2 separate regions of the Pan troglodytes genome follow, and region 1 is linked to region 2. Evidence: chromatin contacts called from public Hi-C data. All regions are on one chromosome and are shown on one strand. The core of a region is the stretch at or near the end of the contact, and the rest is flanking DNA. Distances in the headings are between cores, read along the strand shown.

Region 1 (2,965 bases), core at 175-2,674, 390 kb after region 2:
GGGACACCTGCGGCCGAGGCGCGGCTCACCTTGAGATAGTCGTTCTCTGAGCGCAGCTCCTCCATCTCCCGCAGCAGCTCTTCTTCCTCCGCCGCTGGCACGAGCCGAGACTGCTCGCCCAGGCTGGGCTCCTTGGGGGTCCCGGGGACTGGTCGCTCCGGTGGCGAGCGCCCCCGGACATCCTCCGCCACGCCGGGCCCCGCGAAACCCCCCGAAACCCCGCCCGGGATGCTCCGGCCCCCGGGACAGGCGCCCGCGGCGAGGGGCGCGGCGAGGAGCGCTGGGGGCTCGGGGCTGCCCGGCGGCGCTCCTCGGGCTGCGGGGCTCGGCGTCGGCGCTCCTCGTGGTGGTTCACGGTCGCTGGAGCCCGTGCCGGATTCGGCGTCGCTGCTGGCGGCAGGGAGCAGGCGCTGCTCGTCGGACAGGGGTTCGGAGGGGCAGTCAGAGAGGTCGGAGCTGCTGTCCGTGTGGCTGATGCGCGAGCAGCGGGCCGGGGACCCGGCCACCGAGGTCACCGCGAGGGTCACGGCAGGGATCCGGGCGGCCGGGGTCGGGGGGCCGATGGTGCGGGCGGGTGGCGCCCGGGAGCCGCGCTTGGCTTTGCGGCCCTTGGCAGCGGCAGACGGCGGCTCGGCTCCGGGAGGCTTCCCAGCCCGGGACAGCGGCTCCGCGGGCGCCACGCGCGCCGCCCTCCTGCTTCCCAGGGCAGCCTTGGCACCGCCCGCCGCTCTGGCCCCGGCGCCCGGCGGGGGCTTGTCCTTCGCGCCCGGGACGCCGCCACTGCGCCGAGAGAGGCGGCCGGGCGCGGCCAGGGACCCCGGCGAGGGCGGCGCTTTGCCCGCGAGGTTGGGCGAGCGCGGGGCGGCGGGCGCCGGGGCTCGGCCCGAGGAGGGGACGGCCGGGCCGGGCGCGGCGGGCCGGGCGTGCAGGTCCTTGAGGAACGGTCTGGCGGGCGAGGGCGCACGGTGCAGCCGCCGCCTTTCGGCCACCGGGTGGAGGTGGTGGTGGCGGTGGTGCTGGCCAGGCGGCTGCAGCTTCGCGTCCGGGGCACCTCCGCCCGCGGGGCCGTTCAGTGTCTCCATGGCCGGGTCCGCGGGCAGCAGCTCAGGCAGCAGATGCTCCGGACGACGACGGCGGCGGCGGCGGCGGCGTGCAGCCTCCCCGCGCGCTCTCTCATCACTGTCCCAGCCCCGCCCGGGCTGCGCCCCGCGCTCCCGCCGTCCCCGCCCCCCGCACCCCGGCCCCGAGGATTCCCGCGGGGCTCGCCGCCGCCGCGCTCGCCCCTCGCTGAGGTCACCGCGGATCGAGTTCTCCCGGCTCAGCAGCGCGGCAGCTCCCAGCCGCTCGCATCCCCGGACCTCGCGCTCCGGGCTCGCGGTCACCGGTGCCGCGGCGGCGCTGGCGGCGCGCGCCCGGCTCCCGCGTCCCGCTCCCCGCCCACCGCCGGCCCGCTGCTGCCCGTGCCCGCCCCCGCCGCTCCTGGCTGAGAGAAGCCGCACGCGCGCGCCCCACCTCCCCGCCGCCCAGCGCCCTCGCCCAGGCCCGTGCGCATGCCCCGCCTCCAGCCAGCCGGCGCCGTGCAGGGGAGGGGCGAGGGAAGGGGCGGGGGCTTGCGCTCCCCGGGGGGCGGGCGCCCGGCAGGGGCGGGGCGGGGAGGGGCGGGGCCTGCGCACCCTTGGGAGCAGGCGCAGGCTGGATCCATGGGGCCTCGCTGCCCGGGGACCCTCCTTGCTTTTTGAGGCCCTAGAGACGCTGCCAGGAGCTAGGGAGGAAGGGAAGAGGCGGAGGTGAAGTGGTGGCAAGGGGCGGCGCCGGCCACTTGGGGAAGGCGTGTGCCGCGGCTGACAACACCCCCCTCATGCCTCTCCATCCGCCGCCCGCCTCCCCGAGGCCAGTCACCTCCCTCGTTGTCCTCTCCAAGCTGTGCCCCTGGTCCCCGAGCTCCTTTAAGGATCGCTGGTACCCGACGCAGCTCTCGCGTCAAAACGACACGGCGGGCGCTCCACAGTTGGCACCCCCGTGGCCTCGGGAGCTCAGGAGGAGCTGCTGCCCAAACAGGAGGAGCGCTCGCCAAAGCTGGGGGGTCAGAAAGGGAACTCACATTTATAGTTCCGGCTGCAAGCCAGGCCTGCTGGCCACTTACTGAGCAGTGTTTTATTTAAGCCTCACCACAGTCCCAGATTGGAATTGCTGTCTTCGGTGAAGACTAGGGCACCGGCGCTGGGAGGTGAAGTCACTTGCCTGCGATGCCTCACCCAGTCCCTAGCTGAGCGGGTTTAAACCCAGGTCCTCAGGATTCCGAGTCCTGCAGGCTTTCCGCTCAGAGCCCGGAGCCCGGCCACCGGTTCTACCACTTGAGTCTCCCATGCGCAAGGCACTAGACCTTTCTGAGCCCCAGTTCCCTCGCCTGTATCATTAAAACGTACTGCCACCTAAGCATGTGTGAAGATTTAGCAAATACCAGAACACACCGTGCAAACTGTAAAGTACAGTTCACATACCATTGGGTGCAGTTTATGTCCCAGGCGTTGGATGTTGGCCAGTGCCCATAGGAATAAGGGCCAGCCTGTCCTCCAGCCCTGGCGTTGCAGGAGGCAGAGGGTCAGGTAATAAATACAAGGAGGAGGGCGGGAGCATAACCCCGCCTGGTGAGGCTCGCATTTTCCTGGAAGGGCGGGTTGGTCTCTCAGCTGAGGGCCCAGGACACAGTAGAGCCTGCAGAGAGCAGGGCCTCTAGGCGGGGAGGCAGGTAGGTTAGGGATTAGAGGGGAGACTGGAGGGTGTGTGGCACCAAATATCCTACCAAGGCCGTTGGGCATTATCCTAGAGGCGGTAGCCACGGGGTATTCTGAGCAAGATGATCTGATGTGCTCAAAAAGACCCCGGGGGCAGCAACCTGGAGGAGAGGGAGGTGGGCCACGGGAGCTGCGAGCGGCTGTGGCAGTATGCGCGGTGAGGTGGCAGT
Region 2 (2,700 bases), core at 78-2,577:
TCATATCTCTAACACTGTACTTTTACATTGTCTCAACCTTAAAGTTCCTCTTACATGAGACTATCAATTCCAAAAGAACGGGAACTGTCTAAGTCTTTTCCTTATCTGTAATATGAGGAAAAAGTAATACCAACCTCAAAAATGAGATGTGGAATGTAGATATTTAACTCGGTGCTTGGCATACAGAAAACAGTTATCAAATGACTATCATTATTATCCACACTGTTAACTAGAGCTCAGCAGTGCATGACGTACAGTAAGACTTCAAATGTTTATTGAAAGACTGAACTCTGCAAAAAGGAATATTCCCATTTTACAACTGAAGAAACTGAGGAAGATTAACAGCACAAAGTCATAGAGCCACAAAAGGCAGTTAAGCTAACATCCAAACTCCAGTCTAACTCTAAAGCCCTGAATTCATTCTCAATGAATATACACTATCTCCCTCTTGCTGAGAACTGACTTAACCTATTTCACTCTTAGAAAACAAACAAAACTAAGGCTTCTTTCCAGTATTACTTGTGTAACAGGCCCTGTTGTTATAATCGACATTTCTGGAAATCTGCATTTTTAGATTAACGTGAAGGAGTGTTTCAACTTCTCTGCAATTCAATTTCCTTGCCTACCATGAGATGCACTTGGATCTCAAAAAGATCATTTAATCTCTAAAATCCTGTGGTTCTTTAATTGGGTGCTGTTATTTGCGGCGCCGTTCTTTCAGAGTTAGTTTGATACCATTTATTTAGCCAGCATTTCCGATATGCAAAGCACAACTGCAGTAAATCAAACATTGGCCACCCTTTTCCAGCCCTAATGAAGTTCTCCCTAAGCCTTCACGAAGCAAGCCAGAGCTCTCCAGTATGCTGCAACCTAAAAGCATCGAGGTCACTAGGCTTGAAACGAGAGGTGCCTCCTTCGGGGCGGCGGTCTTCGAAACAGATCTGGCCAGAGCAGGCCTAGATTCTGCGCTACAGCAAAACAGCAAAAACAAACAAACATATATATATATATATATATATATATCACCAAGCAGCCCCTCTTTTCTGTCCTCCTCGACCAAACTAGGAGTACACTTCCCAGTATGGCAACCCTCCCTCGGGGCTTCTCACGGTGGGGCTGCAGCGGCCTCCCTAAGAGGGCTAAGGCCGCAGTGTCCTTGCCGCCGCCTGCAGGCCCGTGCAGAGCCCAGGGCTCTCCTGCGCCCAAAACTAAGGGAGACACGGAGAGCAAGAGGAGGGCGGCGGCAGCGCCGGGCTCAGCTTGAGCCTCCTTACCCAGTGGGCGGTGAGGCCAGCCGCCCGGGCCCGGAGCGCCGCGGAGAAGAACATGGCGGGCCACACTGTTCACCTTCCCCAGCCGCGCCAGGCGAGAATCCCGAGCGCGCCCAGGGCGCACAGCGTGCGCGCTCCCGACCCCAGGCCTAGGCGACCCGGACGGCACGCCGCTCCCTTCGCCGAGGGGCGGGGGCTGACGGGAGGGAGCGAGGGCGCGCGGGGGCTGCTGGGGCCCTGTGGGCGGAGACTTCCCGGGGGAGGGGCGGGGACCAGTCCGTGCTCGGAAAGGGAGGTGTCCTACGGGCCGCTGCAGGGGTCCCGGCCTTGAAAAGAAGCGTCCCGGAGCTGCACCTTGGGCTCCTGGGTAACGAAGCGCCCGCCTGGATTTATAGGGGTGAGCTTCCCTCATGGAGAGCCTTGTGAGGATTAGCCACCTCCTCTTATATTGCTGTTAGTTAAAAATAAAGTCGGGTTGCAACCCACTATAAATCTTATTCTACATGTTACGAATTCAAGACACAGAGGGCTGCTATCCAGTGTGCTAGCCATAGACACCAAATGTCTTGGTTCCCAATCTTTTGCATTAGAGATATGTGCGACATATTTAGGGGTTAAATGGTATGATGTCTGGAATTTGCTTGAGAATAGTGGGGAGTGGGAGGTGAAAAATAAAGCAAGTTGGCCGTTAAGTAAGGCCATAGAAGCTGCATGGTCGTTCTTATTTACTATTCTCGGAACTTTTGTACATATTAGATATTTTCCATAATAAAGCTGAAAAAAAAAACCCCACTTCCTTCTTCATGTTTGTTTGGTTATCTCTGGAAATTCCAACAAGTATTTATTCAGTAACAGCTCTAATGTGCACAGCACTATTTCCTGGTGTGGACTTCCTCTTGATTTTTTACGTCACTGCCTTCTTTTCTGGAGTGTCACGTCCTGTACCCACCCCCTTCCTTTTGCCCATTTTCTTTGCTATAATAAACTTGTGAATAATTTCTAGAACATTCACAGCAGCACAGGGATTTTGAAAATTTATCCCTCATTAGTTTAAAAACTCAGAAATATTCCATTGCAACCCCTATGAATCATATTTCGCAAATCACAGAATTCAAGACACAGAGGACTGCTGCCCAGTGAGCTAGAAATAGATACCAAATGCCTTGGTTCCCACTCCTTTGCCTTATATTTTATGTTAGTTTGCCTCTCCTAAATTAGCTTCAGTATTTCCCTTTAAAAGGGAAAGACAGTCTGGCCCTTAATGTAAATGTATTTTGTTATAAAGTTACCTAAATACTTATACACCTGGCCGGGCGCGTGGCTCACGCCTGTAATCCCAGCACTTTGGGAGGCTGAGGCGGGCAGATCACGAGGTCAGGAGATCGAGACCATCCTGGCTAATACGGTGAAACCCTGTCTCTACTGAAAA

Evidence for each region. A called contact is a pair of places that touch in the nucleus more often than the background predicts.
Region 1: a contact with region 2 is called in a Hi-C map of stem cell-derived neural progenitor cells, with 6 times the contacts expected there. The contact joins the promoter of MTCL1 here to the promoter of NDUFV2 in region 2. A contact is called at or near these places in 1 of 7 Hi-C or Micro-C datasets (stem cell-derived neural progenitor cells) and 1 of 1 datasets of contacts at active chromatin or transcription factors (stem cell-derived excitatory neurons).

Annotation. Positions count from the first base shown.
Region 1 is chr17:22,196,332-22,199,296 of NHGRI_mPanTro3-v2.0_pri, forward strand. MTCL1 (microtubule crosslinking factor 1) reads right to left here and starts at 1,425. Exons shown (of 16, transcript XM_016933321.4): 1 at 30-1,425. The coding sequence starts at 1,082.
Region 2 is chr17:21,802,264-21,804,963 of NHGRI_mPanTro3-v2.0_pri, forward strand. NDUFV2 (NADH:ubiquinone oxidoreductase core subunit V2) reads right to left here and starts at 1,328. Exons shown (of 8, transcript NM_001071786.1): 1 at 1,275-1,328. The coding sequence starts at 1,328.